7 separate regions of the Mus musculus genome follow, and regions 1, 2, 3, 4, 6 and 7 are each linked to region 5. A link is a contact called in public Hi-C, promoter capture Hi-C and targeted proximity ligation data. All regions are on one chromosome and are shown on one strand. The core of a region is the stretch at or near the end of the contact, and the rest is flanking DNA. Distances in the headings are between cores, read along the strand shown.

Region 1 (3,761 bases), core at 484-2,983, 1.3 Mb before region 5:
TTCCTTGAACTGAGACAAGAAAAACCTGCTGTTATTGCTGTGAGCTGAGTAATTGACTAAGACTAATATTTAGAAAGTAGCATCTCAAAGGGAAAAAAAATCTTTAATTTTTCAAAATTATATTTGTGATGTGGAAACTATCTCTAATTAATTCTTGGTGTCATGTGCCCTGACAACACACTCACTTATCTCACTAATTGTAAGAGTATTAAATCTGAGGGTATAATTAGGTTTTAATTTGTTAAATTTGGGAACGATTATACGGAATATTTTATAACCAAAGGAAATTGAACCTTTGGAGTCGTAAAAAGAAGCATGCTATGTCGGGATCAATCATCATGCACGTGTGCACTTAGACCAGCCCCTGTGGCTTTGCATGCAAGGCTTGCTGAATCTTCACCTAGCCCAGGTCAGCTACCATGTTGAGATGGCTGTTTACAGGGTTATACCTTAGTGTTTTATGAATGCATTAAAACATTCAAAATGGAAATCCTTGCCTGATTTCTCCATTTCTATTTCAGCGAATTCAACAACTAGTTCATTCCGTGTTTGACCTAATCAAGGCTATCTAAGCTTCTTTTCTTGGCCCCAGAGAGCTCATCAGTTACACTGAGCTGTCACCTCTCTGCTTGGGAGGGACCTGGGTCATTTCATTTTCCTCCTGAATGACGGATGGCGTTTCTCCGTTCCTCCCTGCCTCGAGAATTTTGGCATCATGTAGTCTGACGTCCTCTCCCAGCCCCGAGGAAGCTGCATCTAGGTCTCATTTTGCCAGGGAATGAATATGTGTGTGTCTGTATATATGTATGTATATATATATATGTATGTATATATATATGTGTGTGTGTGTGTGTATATATATATATATATATATATATATATATTTTGGCTAATCACCATGTAAAACATTAAGTGTACACTAAATGGTTGTTGAATGGCCAGATGGATAAGCTAAAAATATCACTTTTCATGGCCCCTTTGCTCCCCTGCCACTGTTTCCCCCCAGCCCCCCATTTCCAGGTCTGGGTGAAATGAGAAGCCGAGATGTATTCTCCCAGCTCCTTATGCATGTGGATGTACCTTCGGATCCATTTTCACTTTAGCCCCTTGTGTATTTCAGGCTGGTTTATTTGTGGACAAAGGTGTCAAAACGACCAACGCCAGTGCATCTGACCCAAGGGAGTACCTCTGCCTGGATAACAGTGCAAGGTAGGGTCTGTTTTCTCCTCATTGTACACCTAGGCTTAACCTTCAGGGGGAGATCATTTGCATTCGAGCACCTGGGGTGCTTTTTGATGGCAGCATATGTAGATGAAGTTTTGTAAGCTCACATAAAGGCATTTATCTTTCTGAAATGCCGAGGAAGTTGATGGCTTCCTTGTTCCTCTTTCACAGTGGAGATGGTTGTGAGAGCGAGTTACAGAGAGAAACAGAAAGAGAAAGGGTAACAACGGTTTCAGATTTGAGAACAAAGACTCACTCCCTGAAAAACAAGTCATTCCCCGAAACCTAAGCGTATAGAATTACAGTGAACGCGCAGATGTGGTAGAGCACTGGGTTTTGTTTCAAGGGAATGATCCCAGATTAAGCTGGCTCTAGTTCTCCTTGGTAGCCTCAGGTTAACCTCCTGGCGGGCTGGGTTACTCTCCCATGTAACCACATAACGTGTTTGGAATGTGGGCCAGTGTTACGGCGCTCTCTCTTTCTCTCTCTCTTTCTCAGCCAAAGTACACAAAGCATCTCAGGTGCATAGAAAGTGTTCTGGTCAATGTTGCAACCTGAAGTCACACTCAGTAGCAACCAGGAACATACTGTTTTTCTGTACTTCACGTTTATTGACTGGATCATGAAGTTGAAAGGAGATACATTGCAAAGGCTTTTGCTAGATGTAGGAAAGACACATGACCGGCCCAGTTGTTAAGGGAATAAAGCAGGAGCCAGACTAAAGGTGGCTGGATCGGATCTAATGTGCAAGGCAGGACTCGCCTTACACTGTTGAGAGATGAGGTTAGGAGAAGCCGGACAAAGCCCACATAGTGAATTGTGCACAGGACCCCGAAGGTCAAGTTAAGCATGAAACCTTCGAGAGCAGTGAGCAGTGATCAGGGAACATTTAAGGCCCCAAGGTGATGAACCTGGGATGCCAAAAAAATGGGCCAAAACTTAAGGAGGACCACTTAGATGAGAATAAAATTATGAAGCAAGAATATTGGATGTCCTACTTTGCTTCCTGTTGCTGTGATGAAAAACGCCATGTAATAAAAAGCAACTTGGGGAGGAGAGGGCCTATTTCAACTCACAGGCTACATCCTAACTGAGGGAGGCAGTGGCAGGGGCTCACAGCAGGATTCTGATGCAGAGACCCTGTGGGGATGCTATTGCTTACTGGATCTCTCCCTTGCTTTCTACCTGCCTAGGGATAGTGCTACCCACAGTAGGCTGGGCCCTCCTGTTTCATTTAGCAATCAAGAACATGCCCCACAGACAAGCCAATGGACTAGTCTGATCTAGAAAATTTCTCAGTTGAGGTTACTTGTTTCTAGTTGACTCTACTTTATATCAAGTATATCAAGTTAGCACTAAATAAAATTAGCATATTGGCCTAATCTCCCCGCCCTCCCCGCCAAAAAAAACAAACAAACAAACAAACAAAAAAAACCCCTACAAAGTTGCTATTGGAAAGTTGCCCGTGTATTTTTTATTATGTTTGTTATGAGACTAGACTCAAGATGGAATTCAGTCTGGTCTAGAACTCACAGGGCCTGCCTGCCTCTGCATCCAAGTGTTGGGATTACTGGAAGGAGCTACCAAATCTGGTCACACCTGCTTTTAAAAAGGTTTTTTATAGTTGGTAGTTTCAATGAGTTCGTGCCAGAAAAACTGTTAAACAGTTGGCTTCTTTTTCTGCCTTGAAAGAACTTATCTAAGCCTGCTGGCTGAGCTGGCTCAGGGCTTGCGTCACAAGTGTGAGATGTCAGTGCAACCTCCCTACAAGGCAGGCGAGGTGCCAGGAGAGGTAAGGGGAGTCCTGGGATTGCTGAACAGAGTCCAGCTGAATCATGCAGCACCGGGTCCACTGAGAGACCCTGTCATGAAACTAATGTGAGTCGTGAGTGAGGAAACCAGCTGACAGGAGCATCCTGCCTCCACACATGTTTGTTCCCTCATGTTTGTATGCATGTATGCAAAGGCCACGCTATGTACTTTATATGTTTGTATATAGTATGTACATGGATGGAGGAATAAGTATATTAAGAGGCTGTGGACATTGTAACTGGACTCCTCATTATGGCTTCAGAAGTTTGTTACTAGATAAACCTGTACGTATTATGAAAATGGTAATTATTCCTTCATACTCTGAGTTCTCTTACCAGTTTTCAAATGCAGACATACTAAGGAACTAGACTCCATTAGTAAGCTGTAACCTCAGAGCTAATTATAGAAGGGGAATGACTAGATAGTTGGCAGCTGTATGTATGTGTGGAGCAGTGTGCAGACTATGTCCACGTGTGTTCATGCAACCCAGACATGAGTAAAAATGACAGGACACAAATGAGTAATAAATAAATCAGGCTGTGAGCTGAACACCGGGCTCCTGGGATCTAGCAGATACACTCATCCCGTTCCTCAGAGAGGAAGCTGACTCACCAATTATCAGAGTCCTCAAGATGGGAAACAGTGGGAATTTGAAGATTGGGAAACTTCATTAGAAGTTGGGGAATTTCATAAAGAAGTTTTTAAAAGGGGTAGGGTGAGGCATG
Region 2 (3,366 bases), core at 777-3,276, 1.4 Mb before region 5:
TGCCGTTGCAGGGTGGCACTGGCTACAGTTGGCCACCACGCATACATAGGCAGTAAAGTTTTTTGCCAAGATGAGGTTTTGAGAATTAACCAATCAGATGAGAGACATATTAACCAATCAGAAGAGAGACAAGTTAACCAATCAGATGAGAGAGAAGTTAACCAATCAGATGTGAGACATGCAAATGAGGTGGTAAGCATAACTCATGCATAACCAATCCGGGTGTGAGACACGCCTCTCCTAGGCCTATATAAGCAGCACCAGTTCTGGGCTTCGGGTCTCTTCGCCTCTGCAATCAAGCTCTCCCAATAAACATGTGCAGAAGGATCCTGTTGCAGTATCATTCTTGCTGGAGAGTCAGGGCGCGCACAGGAGCAACCCTTCTAAGGGGAAATTTTTAGATATGGACATAGGGGAAGAAAATCTAAATGGAATATGTTAACTTCCTCATCTAGGAAGACCTAGATACTAATTTCATGATACTGAAGTGGCTAAAATTTTCAGAAGAGAATAATGGAAGGGAGCAAGCTGCATTTGAAAGATATTTTCAAAGGACTTCCTTGATTTCTTAGCTGAGTACTACTCTGCATATCCAGTATGAAATCCCCACTTCTAGGAAAGAGTGAAGATTTCCAGGTTCTCACATGGCTTGGGGGCATTTGAATCCCATGCATCCAGACCTCAGGGACATCTCTGGACATGCAGGGCTACTAGAGATCTTTAAGAAAGCTCATATCTTAGTAATAGGTACTATAAAAGAAACACTAGTTTTAATATTTAAAAAAATGTAAACTGATCCAAGGGGTTGGCAATATAGGCCAGTGACAGAGCTCTTGCTGATCCTGTGGAAGTCCCTGGCTCAGTCCCCAGCAAAATAAAACAAAAGAAAACAAAATTTTAGCAATGTTTTTAAAGCCTTAAAAAAATTAAGGTAATCTTTGCAAATATTTGCCTGCAGGTGTTTCATGCTTGTTACCCACAATAAAACAAGATACTGAAGGAGGATGATCATGTGAGGCCAGCCTGGCTATATAGAGAGACCCTGTTGAATGGCAGGCAGGAAGGAATTTTTAAGGAGAAAACCAAAATTTCAACACTTCACATATAGTACAGCATCCAATAAAACTCAGCTTGTAAAAAAAGGGAATGGCTTCTGGCATTCTTCCCACACCTAGAAGAAAAGATGATACAAGTCCAAAAGTGACAGACATTATGGAATCACTAACCCGAGGGGTTGTCATGGCTAGTTTTTAAGTCCACTTGAGACAAGGTAATGTCATCTGAGAGGAGGGAACCTCAAATGAGAAAATGCCTCTATAAGATTGGGCTGTTGATAAACCTGTAGGGCAGTGGTTCTCAACCTGTGGGTCAAGATCCCTTTGGAAGGTTGAACAAGCCTCTAACAGGGGTCACCTAAGACCATAGGAAAACAAGGGTCCACAACGGGTGATGATGTAGCTAAGCCACTGGCATTGAGTGGCTGAGGGATTTACAAAACAAGTTCCAGGACAGCCAGGGCTACTGGGAGAAACTCAAACAAACAAAGAAGGGGATAGCATTACATGATTTTTCTATTTAAAGAGAGAATTTGTATCTGAAAAGTTATCTCTGCTGACCAAATGAGACCATTAAAGACAAATTAAAGTATAAAGGCAGGTTTATTGTGTGTGGGAGCAGCTCCTGGTCTAGTTCGCTGATCACACAGGAGGGGGGTCAGTGAAGTTGTTGTGGAAAGGGAGAGAGGGGAGAGGGAGGAGAAAGAGAGAAAGCGGCTCCCAGAGGGAGAAGAGAGTGTATCAGGATGTCTAGAGTATATAGTGAAGAGCCACTCCTGTGAGAGGAAACCCAGCCCTTGGGTTGGAAACTTCAGCATAAGACAGTAGGGTATGCCAGCCAGGCCCTGTAACAGGTAGGGACTGAGGGTTGCTGGGAGAAACTGGAGGCAAGGTCTGCTTTGATATGTTAAATATACTCTTCAGTTGCTTGTTCTGGGTTTGAAACCCAACAGTAGCCACTCAGTTTGGGATTTGTCTCTGTGTGGTTCTTTGTATCTGCATTTTCTTCCTTCCACACGTGGTGGTGGTGGTGGGGTGGGAGGGGCTTTATCTTTGGCCTCTTGTTTCACTTCTCATTTCTCCCTTCCTTTTCCCTCTCTTCTCTCCTTTCAGAATTTCTCATGCTCTGCCAAGAATGGATACTTTATGAAGCTGTTATATCATCCTAACCTGAGAAAATAAAGCAAGCAGTAACCACTGTGCCAGATTGCCTTCTGTTGCTGCAATAAATACTGTGGCTGCAAACAACTTGAAGAGGAGAGGGTTTATTTTCTGCTTACAACATGGTTCTAATGCTTTGATTGGGAATCTGTGTGAACGCTGAAGGTTCTGTTCTCCAATTGGTTGTTGATCGATCAATAAAGATGCTAGCAGCCAATGGTTGGGCAGAATAGGTGGGACTTCCTGGTTCCTGAAGGTAGGCTAGAAGAGACAGAAGAGAGAAGGAGGGAGAGTCTCCAGCCATTGGCTGCTTTCCCAGCTGTCCCTGGGGTAGCAGGCAAGAGACTAGAAACACAGCTAAGCAGAGGACAGAGCAAGGGGAGCTGAGCAAGGAGAAGGTAACCAGGCAACTAAATTGAGGGGAGATTTAGAGGTGTTGAGCTGGGAGTGAAGGTAAGGGCACATTAGCCTTGGGAGGCTTAGAAGTGCCTGACCATTGAGCTAAAAAGCATATTTAAAAGCAAGCTGTGTGTGTGTCTTTCATAAGCAGATCCAAGGGAACGGGGGCATTGGTAGTGTGGTCCACGTTGAGCTTAAAGCAGGATAGTAGAAGTTACACACTTCAGTCCAGTCCATCTTTGAGGTATCCTGGGCAGAAATCTGGAGGCAGGGAACTGAAACAAAAGCCTGATTTGCTCTGCCCCCCTTTTCTCAGCTTCCTTTCTTATACAATGTAAAACCACCTGTCCCCGGGTGCCACTGCCCTCCCAAATCAAGCATTAATCAAGAAAATGCCCCAAGCTTGCCTACGGGGTAGTCTGTTGGAGATAATTTGTGTCAAGCTTTCAAAACGGAAACAGAAAATCTACCAGCATACCAGGAAACCACGAATGCTTACTATTGTGAGAGCCAACGTTTTGTTTTGATGACTGCCTAAGAGAGCCAGGAAACAAAAAATGCTTCTAACCTGTAAGCCCCTTGCCCTAATGCTCCAAAATGGTGGAGGCTATTGTTTATGGGAGATTACAAGCCTCTTGTTTCCACTCCCCTAAACAAGTTTGTTTGACCCAACTGCACTGGACGTATTTGATCACATGTGGTAAGTGTGCCAGAAATACATCAGGATGTAGACTTGCCCTTGATTTGCCCT
Region 3 (3,752 bases), core at 841-3,340, 1.4 Mb before region 5:
AGTTAGGGTTCACCCAGGCAACTCAGAAAAATCTCTCAGTCAAGACTCTTACTCCAATCACATCTCCATACCCAGTAGTTTCCAGGATTAGAAACACCCACACCCACACACCCACATACCCACACACACACACAAACACACATGTTAGGGTGGCCTGCCTCTCTTCTCTTTTAAAAATTATTTTTAGTATTTTATGTGTATAAGTATTTTGCATGCATGTATGTCTGTGTACCTACCATTGAGGTCGGAAGAGGGCATTGGATCCCCTGGAGCTGGAATTAGAGACAGTCATGAGCTGCCCTGTAGGTTTCTGGGAATCAAATCTGGATCCTCTGGAAGAGGAGCCCAAGCCATATCTCCAGCCCCCATCCTCCCTTCTTGAGTTCTAAACATGTCCCATTGAGGCCACCTTAAGAGTCCTTCCTCCTTTGCAGTTTGTCATAGAGAATCATCTGCTCTATTATGTTAAGTCCTCCCCTTTTCTCTTCTAAAGAGGGACTGGGGCTGGAGATGGCAGATGGGTAAGGATTTTGTGACGGCTCAGATGTCTCTGGAGCTTCTCCTTCTGCATCTTTCCAAGGTTTTAGTTAACTGTGGGTTCGGTCCAGAAGCATTGCCAAAATTTACATTTGCAGACTCCTCTGACTCAGTCCATAGAGCTTTGTTGAGGCATTTCCAAGTTTTTTAGGATCTCAGGGGATTCTTATTAGCCCCAGTCTGGAAACATTGGTTCAGTTCTACCAAGTCCTAAACCAAACCTTGGAAATAGGGTATTCCTTTTTCTGTCTGCTGGTGTATCATAGCTACACGGTTGAATTTTTACTGGAAGGGGGAGAAAACAAACAAATAAACAAACAGACAGACAAACAACAGTGAGCCTGAAAAATGAACAATCCTGCCTGTACAGTATTCAATGAAACAGTTCCCCAGAGGCGACACGTCCAACTCCGAATTAAATAGAGGATGATGACTGTCCGGATTTGGCAATCTGGCAGCTGTCATTAGCTCCTGACCTCGTGGTCTGACGGACCAAGCCAGGTCGCGCCCTTTGCTGCAGGAAAGGCTTTTCCTCTGCCAGAGCAACTTCCTCCAGGGGACCGGGTGGTGGCAGGGCTACTCATGCCACCCGGCCAGTATATTCTGCAGTAGGGTGGGCTGAGGATTGGTTTTCAGTGTTGCATCTCCGCCTCCTGCAAGCTTCAGCCACTCTAGAGTAGCGTGGCCAGAAGGCGTGACCAGGCCTAGGTATATTTATTCTGGCCTTAGTGTGAGATGCTGGGGCTGCTCCAAGCTCCTAACCAGAACTGGACAACGGTCTGAAGTCAAGAACACACTGACTCTGCTGAGAGGGCTACGAATCCAGCTTCCTTGTTGGCCAGGTGGGGGCAGTCGAGGCGCCAGGACCCGAGGCTCAGAAAGTTTTGAGTGAGGTGGGGGGCTTGCGGGATATTATTGGGGGAATATACTGCTATGCCGAGTCAGCTTCATTCCGGAGCGATAAAAGATGTCGAACTCAGCTATTGGATGATAAAGGAAGAGAAAAGAGTTCAACCCTGTGTGTGTGTGTCTCAGGGGTGGTGGTGGTGGTGGTGGTGGTGGTGGTGTGTGTGTGTGTGTGGGTGGTGGTGGTGGTGGTGGTGGTGGTGGTGGTGGTGTGTGTGTGTGTGTGTGGGGTGGTGGTGGTGGTGGTAATAGGGGTTCAGCAGCCTGGCTAGACCCGAGAAGATGCAGGTTCAGTTTCGAGTGATGAGGGGTGCAGGCTCAGGTCGACTTTGTCAAGAGGTGACAAAAAAAGCAGTATCAGACTCAGCTGGGATGATGAGGTACACAGACTCAGGTTCAGGCCCGCTGCTTTTCCTGAACTCCCAGGTAGTCATCTGTAGCCGAAGGTCAAGGAGCCGCTGGGAAACCCTGGCCGCCGACGGTGTTGGCGGGCGTCCTTCCTGCTGAAGGCAGCTGGAGGCGCTGAGCCTTCGTCTGCAGCTTGTGGTGGGCGGAGCCTCCGCAGGTCTCGTCCCTCTGACAACAGGCCCCGCCCACCCCGCCTTTGACCCGCCTCCCTAGCTCGGGGCCGCCTGCCCAATCCGCAGCACTCTCGGCCCAGCCGAGCCGGCGCTTGTGTGGCCGGAGGCTGATTAGAGGGACCCTAGCGAGCCGCGGCGCCCGCCGAACCGGGGACCTGCGCGGCTCGGGAACGCGCCCTGCCTGCCGCTATTGTCTCGGAGCCGCACAGGCTCGCGCCGCCCGGACGGCGATTCCCCTCCTCTTCCTCCGGGAGGGAAGGATCCAAGAGCGCCAAGCCGGGCTGGCTGGAGGAGGTGGCCGCGAAGGCGGAGGGAGGAGCGTTACTCCCCGGCCCCGACTGCTTCTCCTCCGGCGTAGGTTGCCGCTGAATTCAGAGCGGCAGCGGGACGCGGGTTCCTGGCCATGGAGAGGAGATCTGCACGCGGGGACTCCAGGAGCTCTGCTCCCGCTCCTGCTCCTCTGGCCATCGCGTAGACACCTGAGTAGACCGACGCCAGGAGGGGGAGGGGAAGGTAAGGCTCCTCTAGTCCCGGGTGCCCAGCCCCGCCTCCTTGGCGGTCCCAAGGGCCCGGAGGGCGCAGACCCGACTTGCGCACCTTGGCGTCCTGGAGGCCTGGCTGTCCCTGTGCTGGCGTTTTTTTGCCGAGAAGCACAACATCCTGTGGGTTCCAGCGTCCGCCTTTGCCGGCGCCTTCCCGCCGGAGTTCTCCCATACATAGCGCCCCGAGACTCAACCTTCTTCCATGAAAAGGGGTCCTTAGGAATAGAGGTTTGATCCCCTTTTCATCCACTTTGTGTTCCCGGGGAGGTTAACAATGGGTCTTTTAAAGTCGGTGTGAACAGCCCTAAAGTTTCTGGAAAGGCTGCGTGGGGGACGCGGACCGCAGTGAAAGATTGATGGAATGTGCATTGTGGAGCCTTGGCGTCTACAAGAGCACGCTTGTGTAAAGTTTGGGGGGGAGTGTGGATCTTTGTCTCCTACTGTTCCCCTGAGTTGGTGTGACCCTGCTCCGTGTGGTAAGGCGCAGTTTCAGAATCTGGGCATCTTTAAAGCTGGGGACCAGTTTTTAGCACAGGACCTCACTCACCACAGTTCCTTGGCAGAGTTGGGAGGTCCTGGCAAAGAATGGGGTTCTCACTGCGAGTACCCTGAGGTGCTTCACGTAATACTACTTACTGCCCTCTAGCAATAAAACCAAGGTCTCTGCTGGGGGGCTGGTGTTTGTCACCAGACCCCCTGTGGAGCAGAAACACTCCCCTTAAATTCTCCGCCGAAGGTTAGGAGAACAGACTTTTGACACATCTCCTTTCTTCTGCAGTTGGGGTTAAAGGTAGAGTGCCTGTCTTTTAGGAACTTCCATCTGCTCCTGAACCACACAGTGTGTTGGACTGACTCCCTTGTGCTGGTGACTAGTCTGATGCTACACAGTTGCACATGTTGAAGGGCTGCAGAAGTCTTAAGGGCTCTTACCAGTAAAAAGAAAATTTAGAGGAAGAGGAGGCAGGAGAAGAGTTTCATCAAAGCTTAAGGGAAGCCTGAATTCCCATTGCAACCAGGCTTATCTGTTGGAAATGGCCACTAAACCCAAATACAAACAAATTATATATATCCCTAAAGATTAAGAAAACTTGACCCATTAGCACTGGTCTGGTCTCCATATCCTACTCTGGTGTGTCCCTTATTGTCTTTCCCTTTGAGTTTGCATTTCTGGGCAAAGCAAAATGTG
Region 4 (3,805 bases), core at 1,286-3,785, 1.5 Mb before region 5:
AGCGAAGACCACAAAGGCAGGCCTCTTTTCAGTAAGCTCAGAAAGTGGCAGGTTACAGAGTTTGGTATGCACCACTTGACTGTTAGGTAGTCCTCCTATCAAGCTGGAAGGTCCTGCGTATGCTAACCCTGTTGGCCATTGGGAAGACTAGAGCAAGCTTCTTTCCTCTTTCCTCAAAAATATATTCAAATGAGAGAAAAGAACCACTTTATTTACATAAGCATCCTAACAAAACATCTATTGTAGCTAGGCATGGTCAGAAGACTGAGGCAGGAGAATTACTCCAAGTATAGCCTAGTCTACATAGTGAGACCCTGTCTCAAAAGATTAAAACCAGGTAGAGGTGAAGTGGGGAGAGGGGAACGTTCTCTAACTCTCCATTTTTATCTGTCCAGTCTTAAATTTAAAAACTGTCTTTAGAATAGAGAGCTGAGACAACCTGGGGCCCCAGTTTCCTTCCTCTGGGGAAAGGTCTAATTAGTGTATCTCACAATTATATTTAAGTATGGTCTAGTCTTACTTTCAAGGCTCTCCACAGATTTTAAGATGGCTACAGAGCAGTGGGAGGAAATTATACTTTACTATTCCCACTGCTGTTCGGGCCAAATTGTGGATTAATCCATTTTCTTTACCAACTTCTCTCCATAATATTTTTCTAAAATACAGGAAAAGCAGGTTTATGGACGAGTGTCTGCTAATGTGGTCTGAGGGCCCTGCTTAAACTATTTTTTTTTATTCTTCACTGAACTGCCTTTCCCTTTAGCAACTTCTATTGAAATTTGTAATTACAGATCCATCTGCTGACTGACTGTCCATATTACTCAGACAATTACAAGCTCCGTAAAGGCAGAATCAATAGTTTTGAACACTGTCTACCAGGGGTCTAGAACCCTGCACGTGAAAGGTATTTATTAAATATCTGAGAAACAATGAAAGAGAAAGACAGAGTACAAGTTACTATGGATTGCCTTTTTAATGTTTTAAACGTAATCACCTGCTGACCACCTGTTATGTCCCAGACTAGTTACTCTTCTGTTAGCTTCCGAATAATCCTATCAGATTTCTTATCTGAGGCTAAAGGTCACAGAAATTACTAAATTACTTCAAGGAACAAACTTAGGAAATTTGAGCTCTTGTTTCTGTAAATATTAACTTTATCTGATGTAAGCTGGCCTCCAGGACGACTAAAGGCCTTTATCCGCTCCCCATTCAGTTATGGGGAAGGGGATCGCTATTCACAGAATCACTAGTCATACATATCTCAAGTAACAAACAGTCTGAGTTTTCTTCCACTTTACACAGGTCCTGCTAAGTTAATTGTATAGACAGCAAGCAACCATTTTTACACAAGCCAAAACGTTTGCTCCAACACAAAACTGAAATAACATCTTGTTGATAAGGACAGTGACGCTAAGATCGTACTCCCTACAAACTTATGGGTTTGGGAGTTCTCGGAAAAACAGTCGCTGCAAAGAGACACTCGGACGAGTGCCTTCATTTCATTTTCTTATTGCGGGGGCGTGATCCAGGTGGGAGCATCCAAGGCGTCAATCGCCCCATCGGTACCTTAGGTTGGATGAATTTAAGCTGCCCTATCCAGTCTCGGCGCCACTACTGAGATGTGCTGACCATCAGATAGATTCACGGAACAGAGCCAAGCCAAAGAAAGGGCGTGGGAAGAATATTTGAGACACGATTGCACTGCAGCCAAGACTAACTGGGCTGCAGTCCACGCTCGCCAACTCCTCTCCTTTCCTCTCTCTGTCCCCTTTCCTCTCTCTGTCACTTTTTTTTCCCCTGGGATGGCAGTCAGAACAACAGGCAAGGGCCTACCTTGGTCTGAACACTCTTATCAAACTTGTCATTTTTGAAGGTGAACGTATTCTGGTGCTTCTGAGGCCGGGACCGAGTCACGTTGCCTTTCTGGGAACTCATCACCAAAATCTCAAGCACTGTAAATCGGTGCAGCCTTTAAGTTACAGGAAAGAGTAAAGACGTTCCCGCCCCAGATTGAGACTAAGGACAGTGACCCGGAAGAAGTTCTTCTACTCTTTCCGTCCCAGCCCCAGGTCGGCCCACGTGACTCATTAGGGAGGTCACGCTCGGCTCTGCCTTGCCGCACATCCTCGACTACCGGCTTCACGGAAAGCCTTCCTCGGACCCAAGGTGCAAGTCCGGCTTTCTTCGAATCTAGAACTCCCCCATTGGCTCGAACGCGGCTGTCCATCACGGCGGAGGGACGGAGATTCCCCGTTCCTATTGGCTCTTCTTTTCCGCAATCCCCGCCTCCTGCCGAACGCTCCCAACCTGTCTCCCGGCTCCGTAGCGTAGCGACTCCGCTGCGCAGTTTGTGATTGGTGGAAGGTGGGCGAGGCCGGTGCCCTGATCGCCTGCAGCCCGGAGCCCGGGTCAGCTTCGGCGCCCTCCTCCAGTCACTGAGCAGCTCGAACCGGGCCGCTCGCCCCCCCGCCCCCCGCCGCCCTCCCAGCTCCCGCCCGCCGCGGCCGCGCGCTCCGCCGCCTGGCGGCCTTCGGAGGTGCCAAGGAAGGCGGGCTGCGGAGAAGGCAGCACCGGCCCTGCGCTGCGGACGGCGACCACGGCCGCGCGGGACCTCGGGCCGGAGAGCCCCGGCGGCGGCCGCCCCTCGCGGCGGAGCCGTTAGTCAGCAGAACGCGAACGCGCGTGGAGGGGCCCCACGAAGCGCGCCCGGGCACCGCAGCTCTCTTTCGCGTCCTCGCCGGGCCGGGCCGCGGGCGCAGAGTCGGCGGGCGGCGCCCCGCGGAGGACAGCGCGTTGGCGGCCGCGGCCGCCCAGCTGCAGGTGCGTGGGGCTGGGCTGCTGGGCCGTCGGGGGGTCGCCGCTCTGAGCTGGGGACCAGGCCGGGTGGCTTCGGAGCGGAGCTACCGAGCGGAGAGCCGTGCGTCCCGGGCCTCCTCGCCCGCAGGGAGGACCGCAAGATGGGGTCGGGCCGCCGCTCCCCTCCCTGGATCTGGGCCACTTCGGGCCCTCGCTCTCGGCTCGGTGTCCGGGTCCCGCCAGCCTCGATTTTAGATGGAGTCCGCCCGGAGCTTGAGCTGGGTATCCCGCTCCGCTTGTCGCGGGAGCTGCTTTCCATGGCTTGAACTTGTATCATCTCTGATTGAGAACTCAAGGAGGGAGAGGTTGGATTTGAATTGAAAGTTGGAGAGTTCTGTTTGAAATTGTATTTAATATTAAACCAGGAAAGTTGTGTCAAATTATAGTGTGTGGAGGACGTTCGGAGAGTTTAACCTCCCTCCGCTTCTGTTGAAAGAAAGAAAGAAAGAAAGAAAGAAAGAAAGAAAGAAAGAAAGAAAGAAAGAAAGAAAGAAAGAGAGAGAGAGAAAGAAGAAAACGTTCAGAGCCTTAATCTTGGTGATTTTTCTGTCAAAAGCAGGATATTTAGTTTCATCAGTGCTGCTCTGATTTAAGGCAATGTGAAGCAGATTTGGTAAGGATTAGAATAACGGGGCCCCGCGGAAAGGGTGACCTTTAATTTTTTTCTGATAGTTTATGAAAGGTATTCCATTCCTTGTGCAGTATATACTGCTTGATCCCTAGGATTTACATTTTTCAAACCTTCAGCGTATAAAGAGAATTTTGGACATCTTGGGGCAGTACCTAAAACTACTAAGTCTTGAGTAGAATTAATTAGGTGCGGTTTGTGATTGACATATTTGTTTACATTAACGGGGATTTTCAATCAACACTTATTTTAGAGAATGTGTGTCCATATACTTGGCGCATGGATTCAGTTGGGTAATAAATCTACTCGTAGCCAATGCAG
Region 5 (3,730 bases), core at 279-2,778:
TGGCTGTCCTGGAACTCACTCTGTAGACCAGGCTGGCCTCGAACTCAGAAATCCGCCTGCCTCTGCCTCCCGAGTGCTGGGATCAAAGGCGTGCACCACCACCGCCAGGCAATGGAGGGATTGTAAACCCGCAGTGTTGACTGTATGCCCTGCTGTAGATCCTTAGCTATCATGATGGAAAACAACCCAGCACTCATCTCAGGAAGAAGCACACTGAGTTCATCAGACTCCCAACCCCACACTAATTGTTGACCAAGTAAAGCCACAAGATTCAGTTGTTAAGGCTCTCTGGATGATTCCAGTTCTCAGGACTATTTAACACAGTTAATATTTCACAGGGGTGGCTCCTCTAAAGCAGAGTCAGGAATCGGGAACCCTGTGCTTTTTTTTTTTTTTTTTTTTTTTTTTTTTGAGTTCTGCGGTCGTCTACCTGATAAGGTAGACCAGTCTTGTTCTCTACAATTGTGAAGCAAGAGGAAGGAAAGGCTTGCCCAGCAGGAACAGGGAGGAGTCCCTACAAAGAAAAGGATTTTTTCAAGTTATGCAAATGCAATGTCTTATTGGTCTCAGTTTATGGGTTAAGATAGCTTCAAGACAGAGCGAATTTAGAGTCAAAGGCGCCCAAGGAAGTAGGAGGTTTAGCAAAATGCCAAGATGGCGGTGCTTTTGTGTAAGAACCATTTAATACGGAACCGGATCTTTTGTTAGCTGTGAAAAATTTTAGATGAATTTCTCTTGGTTAATGTGTGGGGTGAAAGAACTTTTAAACATCTAAGTGCTGCATTCCAAACAAGAACGAATTGATGCTGTCTCATCCGAGTCTGTCCTTGGACAACGTGGCCTGCCATATCGAGGGTTTAAAATTTGACTCACACTTAGTTTATTAAGCACCCCGTCCTTCCATCTATATTTTAGAGTTAGCACCAGCAACACAAATATGAAAAGATCTGTCCGATTCACTTCTGCTCCGCAGGTTTACAAGTGTCGGGCGCTTCCTTTTGGAACGCCCTTCTGATTGGCTGAGCCAATGCCAGTGACATCAACCAACTTACTTTTGATTGGAAGCCTGGTTGCTGGGACTGTAGCGTTTGCAGGAAGTCACTTAACTGTTTGAGGGCTGGGAACCCGAAGTTGAAGTTCTGTTTCGTCCCTAGGGATGGGCGTAACTGCCTAGGGGAGAAGCGTTCCCAAGCCACGCCAGCTGGCACGTGGGCCGGGAGGCGTAGGCGCGCGCGCGGTCTGGGCGGCATCTGCGGGGATGCGCAGCCGCTGGTTGCCGGGCTCCGAGCAGTTTCCCTTTTAAATGTCAGCGTTCGGGGCTGGAGGGGCAGCACGCGGCGGCGGAACGGAACGGTCGGATTGGCCGCGCGCCGTAGTTCTAGACGCACCTCTCCACCGAAGGGCCCTTCTGACTGGCAGGGGGAGAAAGTAAACAGAGTTGAATCACCCTCCCCACTGGCCAATTGGAGGGGGCCTGGATTGTGACGTGATGGGATTCTGCGAAATTGTTACTGAGCTGGAGAATGCCGGAGAGGCGCGGCGCGGCAGGACCAGGGGCTCAGCGGCCGTCGGCGGACGCGGGAAGAAGTGTCTCGTAGGCGCGGAGCCCCACTCAGCCCCGGCCCCCCTCGTCCGCGTACTCGGCTGATGCCCCGGGGCGTCAGCTCGGCGGAGAGGCGGTCGAGGACGTGCGCCTGGCTCGCAGTTGGCTTTCTCTGGGACTCCGACACGTTTGCAGTCGAATAAACTTGCGACCGCCACGTGTGGCATCTCTCCGAGGAGGGCGCGCCCATCGTGGGATCGCGCGGGGCGCCGGGCAGGGCGGCGGCGACAGCGGCGGAGCCGGCCGCGGCTGCTGCGTGCGGAGGCGCTGCCGGTTACGTAAAGATGAGGGGCTGAGGTCGCCTCGGCGCTCCCGCGAGTCGCAAGCTCCCGCGCCCCCGCCCCCTCGGCCGCGCCGCACCGCGCTCGTCGTCCGAGGCCAGGGCAGGGCTAGCCGAAGCTCCGCAGCCACCTTCAAGTTTGGCCGCACCGCCCGGGCTGCCGTCGCCCGCACCATGTCCGCGGCCGCCTACATGGACTTCGTGGCTGCCCAGTGTCTGGTTTCCATCTCCAACCGCGCCGCCGTGCCGGAGCACGGGGGCGCTCCGGAAGCCGAGCGGCTGCGACTACCTGAGCGCGAGGTGACCAAGGAACACGGTGACCCGGGGGACACCTGGAAGGATTATTGCACGCTGGTCACTATCGCCAAGAGCTTGTTGGACCTCAACAAATACCGACCCATCCAGACCCCCTCGGTGTGCAGCGACAGTCTGGAGAGTCCCGATGAGGATATAGGATCCGACAGCGACGTGACCACCGAATCTGGGTCGAGTCCTTCCCACAGCCCGGAGGAGAGACAGGATTCTGGCAGCGCGCCCAGCCCACTCTCCCTCCTCCACTCTGGAGTGGCTTCGAAGGGGAAACACGCCTCCGAAAAGAGGCACAAGTGCCCCTACAGTGGCTGTGGGAAAGTCTATGGAAAATCCTCCCATCTTAAAGCCCATTACAGAGTGCATACAGGTTAGCGGCGTCGCCTCTCCCCCGCTTCGGGCTTTAGCTAACCTTTGGCCGGCCAGCATTCCTGGGCGCCCAGGACACCGCACTCGGCCTAGAGGCTGCAAACATTTTGGAGAAGATGCTGCTTAACTCCTGCACTCTCTCCTTACTTGGCTCCAACCTTTAGGAGCCACCCGAACCCACCCCCACCCCCCCAACCGCCGCTCTGAGCAAGTGGCTTGCGTGGCTCGGCCTGGAGCCGGCCCGCCCCTCCCTTACCCGCCCCGCCCCCGGGACTCCGTACCCCGCCGCTGCGGGGTCGCCCCACCTGGGGAGACGCTGGGGGGTAGGGTAGTCAAATGGCGCAGCTTTTATCCCATTCCCTGGTGGGGTTGCAACGGAGGGGTCGGCCTGGGAGGGGAGCCGCACTCTGCGTGAATCGTTTTAGGATGACTAAGGACTCATTTAACTGGATGGCGGCTACTTTTCAGGGCTTGCCAAGGTGGTTTTAAATTTGGCTAAGAGTCCCCTGAGAGGTTTAAAATAAAACTGCTTCAGGCTGCAGGGGAGACTGATGAAGGAATGGATGGTGGATTAACTTCTTGACTAGTTAGCTTTCCTAAGGAACGTGATTCAGTGCTGATCTGTTCCCATGTGACTTATTTGGTCTCATGCCTGAAGCCTTAGGAGAGAGGTGTGGTCTTTGCTGGAGTTCAAGGCCTCACGGATGAGTGTGGGGGCGTTCCTCTTAGCTGTAGGCCACGCAGCACACCAACGTGGCTGTAAAACCATCTGCTCTAGGGAACTGGCTTTAGGAGCTTAGTAGGACCCTGGTCAACTAGCTCTGGTGGTTCTAGTTAAACATGCCTAGAAAAAGGTGGAAGGCGTTCACATATGAACAAGTGTTGAGGTCAGCTAGGGAAGGGTCGTTTGTAACTGTTGTTATGATCAGGCAGCGGGCCTTACCTTGTCCTGAGACCGCATGTTTCAGAGTTGTTGGCATCGTGTCCAAAGGTGTTGAGGGGTTTGGTGTGAGACATTGGCATTTTGTAGAAGAGGTCCGGAACCTTTCTTTGGTTTCAAAATGATACTCGGTGGGATTTTCAGGTTTGTTTGCTATTGAAAAGACTATGTAGCCACCTGCCCTTTTTTATTATCCTTTGGAAAGTGAGTCTCTGGGAGGTGGCTGCCA
Region 6 (3,920 bases), core at 503-3,002, 1.5 Mb before region 5:
TTACAGGCACATGCACATACTCACACCTATGTAACATGCATACACATACAAATTTCAAACTAGTACATCTTTCTTTGTTTACATGAGGCATGCTTCTGCTACATATATGCAGCCCAGGCTAAAGCCATAGTCATTTTGAAACTCTTACTTCTACAGCACTGCTACTTAAAGATTGGTTATAAACATTTTAAATATTAAAAAAAAAAAAGGCCAGTCTCCAATGAGTAAAATACACTCTAGTATTTAAAATACCTAATTTGCATGTATGTACCAAATATGTAAATATTTGGTTTCACTATGTATCACTTTAGTTAAAGGCATCCGACACATAAAGTGAGGTACATCTCTATTTGTGAGATAGAATGACCTTTTACCCAAAGCCCATCTTTCTTTCACTCACTCCAAATTTATCACAAGAGAGAAGCAAAATGCACACTGGTCCTCAGAATGCTTCTCTTGCTCAGGAACCTGTAACCAAGTCCTTCCTGGAAACCAGGAAAGAATGTTGACAACCCCCCTCCCCCCTCCCCCGCTCCTCCAGCCCCCCCCCAACCTGCCTCCCCTCTCTCCTTGTTTACTCAACATCATCTGCAAAAATAAACAATCACATTTTCACCAGGAAACTGAATAGAAAATGAGTTTGGGTCATTCCAAACAATGGACTATTCTCTCACTAGGCTGGCAGATCTCCCCTCAGTGGCAATTAAACAGAGGGCCTGTGCTTACACTGGCTAACTCAGCAGCCAAGCACACTAGGAGGATTTTTCACTGAGGAACTTCATGTAGACAGTCAAATGGCACCACACTGGCCTGCAGGTGGGAAAATGTGCTGGTCTGTCAGAGAAAACCCACAGCTACTTTATGCACCTCACTTTTCCTTCCTTCCCCTGGTGCTCAGGATCTAAGGCAGGGCCTGGCATTCTCAGCAACCCGGCCCTACTCACACACTGGTAAGGAAAACAAAGTAAGATGGGATGCATAACGCAACACATAACTATGACAATTAAGCACTGTACTTTTTTTTTTTAATTTATTGGTGTGTGTGTATATGGTGTGTGTGTATGTGAGTGAAAGAGAGAGAGAGAGAGAGAACATGCCACATGTGGGTGGTCTGAGAGGTCATCTGGAGCTGGAGTTACAGGCAGCTGAGAGCCACTCTATAAGCGGTGCTTAGAACCAATCCCAGATCCTGGGAAGTACAATAAGAAATCTTAAACACAGAGCCACCTTTCCAGTCCCAAGTACTGTACCTTTAAAATACCGGAACTTTAAAAGGACCAGTAAGAGCCTGAATAAGGACCTCCAGTAAAAAGGTTTGGATCCTTCCCACTGTGACCCCACTTAGGAAAGCACGTAACGAAGTAGAAAATACCGGCCTTCTTCTGCGGCAGGAAGCAAACCTAGGGCCTTGGGAAAGTTAGGTAAGCACCCTACCACCAAGCTACATCCCAAGTCAGAAAATATTTTTTTTAGTAAAGAATATGCAGTGTGACCCTAAATAAAACTCCAAGAACACAAAATGATACCTCTTAAAATAGGAAAATCTGCCTTGAGATGGTTCGCGCAGGGTTACTTCATGTTTTACGGGAATGTTTCCCGTTGTTTCCAAGCTACTGTTGCGACTTTCTGACTTCAGGTCATTTTCAGCAAGGAAACGTTCATCCAAGGAAACGTTCTGGCTTCACAGAACGCAAGCCTTTTCTCCATCAGATTTCACTGTAGATGACGACAGGGTCACAGTTCCACCAGGGGATTGTTTGTCTTTCTGGACAGTAAGGTTCATCTTAGAGGCAAGAGGGCATCTCCAGCCCATCTGATCCTTTCAGGGTTGAGACTTCCTGCGTTAGTTATCAACTTCCTCTTTCTCAGGACAGGTGCGGCACTAGCACCCTTTGTTCTCAGACAAAGCATGCAAGCGTGACTTCAGCATTAGCAGTGAGACTCCTGCTCTAACTCCTGTGATAAAGTACTGTGGCCAACAGCACAGGAGATAGCGGCTCTCTTGCAGACACCCTTGCTGTCTCCAATTCAGATTCAAAGGCTCAACCGCAGCAAACACTACCTTAGCAATCACATCTGTTCTTTCTTTGTCCCAAATGTCATCTTTAAAAAGGTTTCTCGTTGGTTCCAGTAAACACATTCCAGGTCACTTTTTACTCCTTCAAGGCCTGGGCTAGGGATACTAAAAAAAAACCAGAAATATCTGCCGAATTGCCGCCATGCCTGTGAATTTATTGTTATTCAATAAAACCATCATAGAAACGCAAAACATGTTCCCCAGCGTTTCTGCCACAGGAACTCTGAATCTGACCCTCATCGCGTTAAAGCAAAGCAAAGGAAGCAACTGCACAACAAAAGCCAGAGATGAAGAACCCGGAGAAAGGAAGCCCAATTACCAAGAGCTGTCTGTTTCCATTGTAAAATATCTGTCCTATGCATTGGGCTAAATCCCTGTTTTGATAATGCCATGCATCTCCAGAAGGCTTTACATCGCCAGCTGCTTTAAATCAGTGACTTTCAATCTCTCTTCCCCTCAAACCCGTCAGCTAGTTCTTTCTGTCTCATTTTAGTACTAAGTGCCTCATATAAATGGAGATATACAGCTTTGGTCATTTTATAACTTATTTCACTTAGCAGTACCATCATGGGTCACAGATGCAGAATACCTCAGAATTTCCATCCTTAAAAATGCTAATCATTTGGGGGAGGAGAGGGAGAGGAAACTTCAGTTGAGTTGTACTATATTAGAGAATAATTGTTTTAAGTGAAGAAAATATGCTAATATTGTTCCAGTATGTGTATGTAACGTATTTTGCTTATCCAGTCATACCTCTGTAGGCTTTTCTGACTGCTTCTGATTTTAGCTATCATAAGACATACTGCTATAAACTGTATAAAATTAAACTCAGGTTTTAATTCTTTTGGCTGTATAATCAGAAATACAGTCTTAGGGTCATCTGAGAATTCTGTTGCAAATTTTTTAGAGGCTATTTTATAGCTCTGGACTATACACCCATCTTCATGTTAGTACTACACTATTTTTATTAGCTTTGGCATAATTTTGAAATTAAGAAATGTCAGATGTCCCTCTTAGTTCTTTTTCTTTCCTTTTTTTTTATTACGTATTTTCCTTAATTACATTTCCAATGCTATCCCAAAGGTCCCCCACACCCTCCCCCCACCCACTCCCCTACCCACCCATTCCCATTTTTTGGCCCTGGCATTCCCCTGTACTGGGGCATATAAAGTTTGCCTGTCCAATGGGCCGCTCTTTCCAGTGATGGCCGACTAGGGCATCTTTTGATACATATGCAGCTAGAGTCAAGAGCTCTGGGGTACTGGTTAGTTCATAATGTTGCACCTACAGGGTTGCAGATCTCTTTAGCTCCTTGGATACTTTCTCTAGCTCCTCCATTGGGGGCCCTGTGATCCATCCAATAGTTGACTGTGAGCATCCACTTCTGTGTTTGCTAGGCTAGTCTCACAAGAGACAGTCTTAGTTCTTTTTCAAGATTCCTTTGTTTATTCAGGATCCCTTGAGATTTTTGTGTCAGTTTTAGAGTTTTTCCAAGTCTGTACAGAAGTCCCTGGAACTCCAAATTGGACTGAACTGAGTTTGTAGATAACCTTAGTAGCACTGATATCATAATATTAAATCTTTTAATCCATGAACATGAGATATTTTTCACTTATCTAATGCCTTTTAAATCCAGCAATGGCTTACAGCTTTCACAGTAAATCTTTTATATTTTTAGTTAATTCTAAGTTTCCTTTCTCCACCAACTATTATAAACTAATTATTTAATTCCCTTTTCAGAGTACCCATTTTTAGTGGTGAGAACTGTAACAACATTTGTGTATAGACTTGTTTCCTGCTACTGTCCAGAGTACATTTACTCATTTTAACTGATAGAGTTCTG
Region 7 (3,857 bases), core at 148-2,647, 1.6 Mb before region 5:
CTCAAACTCACAGAAATCTTCCTGTCTTTGCCTCCCGAGTGGTGGGATTAAAGAAAATAATTTTTAAAGATCAAGGACCTGTCAACCTTATTCATGCCCTATATTTTTCTGCTCCTAGAGAAAAGCCTAACTGGCAGGACATCAGTGTATTTGTATTCGCTGACTAGCACATCAATTCTAATTTCCAGTACATGGTAGTGCATGTATGTAATGCCAGGACAACTGAGATATACGTTAAATCTGGACTGTGTAGTAAGATCTTGTTTTAAAAAGAATAACAAAACGTCAGTCTAGATTTCTATGGTCTATTTATATTAATAATTTTTGAGTTTGAACATTTTGAATATCTGTACTTAGTCTATTACCCATGTAGACTTAAATTAAGACAATTGACCTTAAGGGTAGAGCAAACCTGGGTTTTAGTACTAGCTTTGAAATCTCTCACTCTACTTCCTAAGCAAATTATTTAAGCCCTGTTTCCATCCATTTCATTACATTTGATAATAACAATAATAATATCTTCCTCATAAACTGATTTTAAAATTAAGGCGATGTGGTATGTGTTAAGTCCTCAACCAACACAACACAAATATATATAATATAAATATATATATATATATATGTACATATATTTTTTTCTTGTACTCATCCCCAAAACAGTGAGACTCAGTGAATTCATCAGATGGGGTTTAGACAGGCTAGAGATAGACATGAGGTATTCCCTATTGACCTTGGGCATAAGGCATTTCACATTGAGAGGAACTGGGTGAAGGAAGCCGGTTGAGCCATTCCAGAAATGCCTAGCGCATGCAGACTACGGGCTGAATTAGTCCATGTATTCGTTTGAAAGTATTTTTCACACCTCTCACCAAGAACAGTGTGCTAAGGCAGGATCAAAGGGAATCAATGGTGGCTCCTGCCCTGCAGGGGCTGCTTCCAGCAAAGAGCACAGTTGTCAGAGGCCTATACCGGCTCCTGCTGTTGCCCTGGCAGCATAAACACAGAAGAAAGCAAGCAGCATTTCTCCACGTGGGAGGCAAGTAAGAGCTGAATACGAGAACAGGATCCTGTTGCAGAGGTTTGAGACAAGGCTCAATGGAGGTCCCTTGCAAGATTTTGAATACGGAAGTGAACCAAGTACCAGAAATGGAAACGATAAACAGATCAGCAAATACTCATTTATTTTTTAATACACCCATACTCACCCATCTTCAAACTGGCACCATCCTTTATAGTTAAATCAATCCCGGGCCTCTGAAGCTGCCTGCAGTCGTCACTTTGTATGGAGAGAGGCAGTAAGATTTGCAAACCCTGCTGCCTCTCTGCCTCTAGACTGCTTGGGTTGATGCAACTACTTCTGGCGGCTGTGGTCATGCGACCTCCAGGGGGCGCGATTTCCCTTAGTTCTGGTGGAACTGTGGTTCTCAAGCCAACATGAGAATTTTGTTAACTCAGTGTCGCTGGGTCCCATTCCCACAGTTCCTGGTACAGTAGGTCCGTAGGGTGGACCAAAGAATGTGCACTAGTAATGTGTCCCCAGGGTGTACTGCCTGTGCTGATCCACAAGAACCTAAGACCCTTCTTTAAAAATAGGTAAAATGGCTAGAATTTTGAAAGGGAGCCTTTCTATAAAGTCCACAAGAGAAAGGAAAAACAAAGAGTGAAATTTAAAAATTAGGTTGGGGGATGGGGGCGCAGTTCCCTGGGAGAAAGGCAGTTCTCTGGGACAAAGCATGCCGGGTACAGGAGAGGCCCTGGGCTCAATTCCTACACCATATCAAGCAAAGACAACAGACAGAGCTAAGCCAAGCAACCATGCAACTTATATGTTGTGGCCGTGAGTCCTGGATGCTAGCTGGTCTTTTCCAGTTCCCATCTTCAGGGTAGCTGTCTACATACTTTGATTATCGGAAGAGGTTTTAGCACGGCCGTGCCAGGAAAAGGTCAATGGAAACACAGTGCGGAATACAAGAACGGCACAATCCGAACGAGCAATGTAGTCGTAAAATAGAAGGACACTTTTATTTCCTTAACAGACCCTTCTTTATGTCATGTCTGCCTCCAGTCCCAAGAGCAGAGTTTTGCTTTGTACCTTGAGAATGCCTAAGGAATATCAAAAGTAAAACTGAATTCCAACACTCAGCACCCCCTGGTTGGGAGCACAGCCCACCATACCGACATTACTCATCTGTTCCCAGCTGGCTATATTTATCCTGTGAACTTTGAATCGCATGTTATTTTTAACATAACTACAGCTTTCCCGATAGCACCCAGTCTAATAAATACAGATGTCTTCTGTATTTAACCTCTGGACTGTGTCTTCCTTGGACGAAGTGTCTTGTCAAAGAGGATGAAAAAGCTCTTAGAAATCGGTGCTCAATGGCCAGAATGGTGTTTATATCAACACCAGGGCTTGGCACAACTGTTGGTCATTCTTGAAAGAAAAAAATCTGCACAAGAGGCCTCCCTTAAAGAAAGTTAATCTCTAGTTACCGTATGTATCATCTCTCGGCTACTTGAGAGCTACTAAATGCCCATGCATAGCCCCCCGCTTCTTATTTAGTTTCTGTTGTTCTCTGCCCTCGAGGAGGGGAGACCAGAAAAAGCTCCTTTATATCCCAAACACCCAAGGGCCCTAGATTACTGCAAGAACAGTAGGAGGCGAGGAAGATGGGGAGAAGATGGCCGTGTCCAGACCCACTTGAAGCTCCTCCGTGAACATCAGTTTAGATCCCGATACACAGAAGATGGAGGCTAGATGGAGAGCAACAGAGCAAGAGGGATTCAAACAAGTTCTGGTAGCTGCGGATCCACACCCCACTCTCTTCTCTGCCGGATACATCTCAGACAACAGCGTTTTACCTGTCACTCAACCTAACGAGGAGGTGTGAGAAAGAAGCCAGAGCTGAAGCAATCCTGAAAGGAATAAGCAACACAGTTCTATGGAGTGTGAGAACTGGAGCAAATGGGGTGGGGGTTGGGGGGAAGGGACGACGGAAAGGGGAAGAGAGAGAAACTTTCTCAGGATAAGCTGTTCTTGTCACCAGTCTACATTCACCCGTGTGCGTGCACACATTCATCATGATGGTGGATAATTCTTTCGCAGGTGCAACGCCATGCGTTTTATTCTCCCCGGGTGACTAATGAACTAAAGTAATTTTGTTTTTCTTCTTAAAATTTTGTTTTCATTTTTAAGTAGAATATAGTTCTATCATTTCCTCTTCCCTTTTCTCCATCCCAGCCTGTGTACCCCTCTCTGATCTTTTTCAAATCCATGGTCTCTGTTTTCATTAATTTTGTTTTACACACACACACACTTTTTGTTTGTTTGCTTGCTTGCTTTTTTGAGACAGGATTTCTCTGTGTAGCCCTGGCTGTCCTGGAACTCACTCTGTAGACCAGGTTGGCTTTAAACTCAGTGATTCGCCCACCTCTGCCTCCCCACTTCTTGGATTAAAGGTGTGCACCCCGCCCCTCCAGCTACTGACATATATCTTCATCAAAACAACCTGTTCAGTATGCACCAGACATGCATGTGGTACACAGACATACATGGAGGCAAAATACCCATACACCTAAAATGAATGCTAAACATATGTTAAGGAGCTAGTATCTTGCTTGACAGACATGAAATGAAGGGACTTAAGAATTTCAAACTGACAGTTGATGGGTGAAAAAAAAAAAAAAAAAAAAAAAAGCCAAGTGCCACTGCCACCTGACTCAGACAAATTTCTTTTAATACTCTTACTTCCTGTTATTTTCCTGACGTGGAAACTTCTAGTTTCTTTGGAAAGTTAGTATGTCAAATTATATTTTGCTAGGGCACACAAGAGAAAGGATGTTTTGCTGGAGCGGAC

What was found. Promoter capture Hi-C pulls out the DNA fragments that hold promoters and counts their contacts. Hi-C and Micro-C count contacts between places; a contact is called where the count stands out from the background.
Region 1: a contact with region 5 is called in a promoter capture Hi-C map of liver, with 3 times the contacts expected there. A contact is called at or near these places in 10 of 39 promoter capture datasets (the 3T3-L1 cell line, embryonic stem cells, hippocampal neurons and 4 more), 2 of 130 datasets of targeted methods (the 230-238 cell line and pancreatic cancer cells) and 1 of 9 other capture datasets (adipose tissue).
Region 2: a contact with region 5 is called in a targeted proximity ligation map of pro-B cells, with 4 times the contacts expected there. A contact is called at or near these places in 4 of 39 promoter capture datasets (the 3T3-L1 cell line, the C10 cell line, pre-B cells and 1 more) and 3 of 130 datasets of targeted methods (astrocytes, large pre-B cells and pro-B cells).
Region 3: a contact with region 5 is called in a targeted proximity ligation map of embryonic stem cells, with 3 times the contacts expected there. A contact is called at or near these places in 3 of 39 promoter capture datasets (embryonic stem cells, hippocampal neurons and pre-B cells), 6 of 484 Hi-C or Micro-C datasets (CD4 T cells, cardiomyocytes, cerebral cortex and 1 more), 10 of 130 datasets of targeted methods (astrocytes, embryonic forebrain, embryonic stem cells and 2 more) and 2 of 9 other capture datasets (adipose tissue and liver).
Region 4: a Hi-C map of B cells shows a contact between it and region 5, with 8 read pairs. A contact is called at or near these places in 12 of 39 promoter capture datasets (the 3T3-L1 cell line, the C10 cell line, embryonic stem cells and 4 more), 7 of 484 Hi-C or Micro-C datasets (B cells, CD4 T cells, adipose-derived mesenchymal stem cells and 3 more), 7 of 130 datasets of targeted methods (the 230-238 cell line, astrocytes, embryonic stem cells and 4 more) and 3 of 9 other capture datasets (adipose tissue, embryonic stem cells and liver).
Region 6: a contact with region 5 is called in a promoter capture Hi-C map of liver, with 2.6 times the contacts expected there. A contact is called at or near these places in 4 of 39 promoter capture datasets (the 3T3-L1 cell line, the C10 cell line, liver and 1 more) and 3 of 130 datasets of targeted methods (embryonic stem cells, extraembryonic endoderm stem cells and large pre-B cells).
Region 7: a targeted proximity ligation map of large pre-B cells shows a contact between it and region 5, with 4 times the contacts expected there. A contact is called at or near these places in 4 of 39 promoter capture datasets (the 3T3-L1 cell line, liver, pre-B cells and 1 more) and 3 of 130 datasets of targeted methods (astrocytes, embryonic forebrain and large pre-B cells).

The regions. Positions count from the first base shown.
Region 1 is chr19:21,816,803-21,820,563 of GRCm38.p6, forward strand. It overlaps Cemip2 (cell migration inducing hyaluronidase 2), which reads left to right. Exons shown (of 24, transcript NM_001033759.2): 12 at 1,121-1,209. Among named protein-coding and RNA genes, the nearest start is that of Cemip2, 40 kb to the left of the region's middle.
Region 2 is chr19:21,711,350-21,714,715 of GRCm38.p6, forward strand. No RefSeq gene overlaps it. Among named protein-coding and RNA genes, the nearest start is that of Gm41818, 11 kb to the right of the region's middle.
Region 3 is chr19:21,776,250-21,780,001 of GRCm38.p6, forward strand. Cemip2 (cell migration inducing hyaluronidase 2) reads left to right here and starts at 2,091. Exons shown (of 24, transcript NM_001033759.2): 1 at 2,091-2,537.
Region 4 is chr19:21,650,774-21,654,578 of GRCm38.p6, forward strand. It overlaps Abhd17b (abhydrolase domain containing 17B), which reads left to right and starts at 2,536. Exons shown (of 4, transcript NM_146096.3): 1 at 2,536-2,820. It overlaps 1110059E24Rik (RIKEN cDNA 1110059E24 gene), which reads right to left and starts at 2,018. Exons shown (of 4, transcript NM_025423.2): 1 at 1,834-2,018. The coding sequence starts at 1,935.
Region 5 is chr19:23,139,698-23,143,427 of GRCm38.p6, forward strand. Klf9 (Kruppel-like factor 9) reads left to right here and starts at 1,529. Exons shown (of 2, transcript NM_010638.5): 1 at 1,529-2,562. The coding sequence starts at 2,058.
Region 6 is chr19:21,628,984-21,632,903 of GRCm38.p6, forward strand. All of the region lies in intron 1 of 1110059E24Rik (RIKEN cDNA 1110059E24 gene), which reads right to left. Among named protein-coding and RNA genes, the nearest start is that of 1110059E24Rik, 22 kb to the right of the region's middle.
Region 7 is chr19:21,569,999-21,573,855 of GRCm38.p6, forward strand. No RefSeq gene overlaps it. Among named protein-coding and RNA genes, the nearest start is that of Gm38486, 24 kb to the right of the region's middle.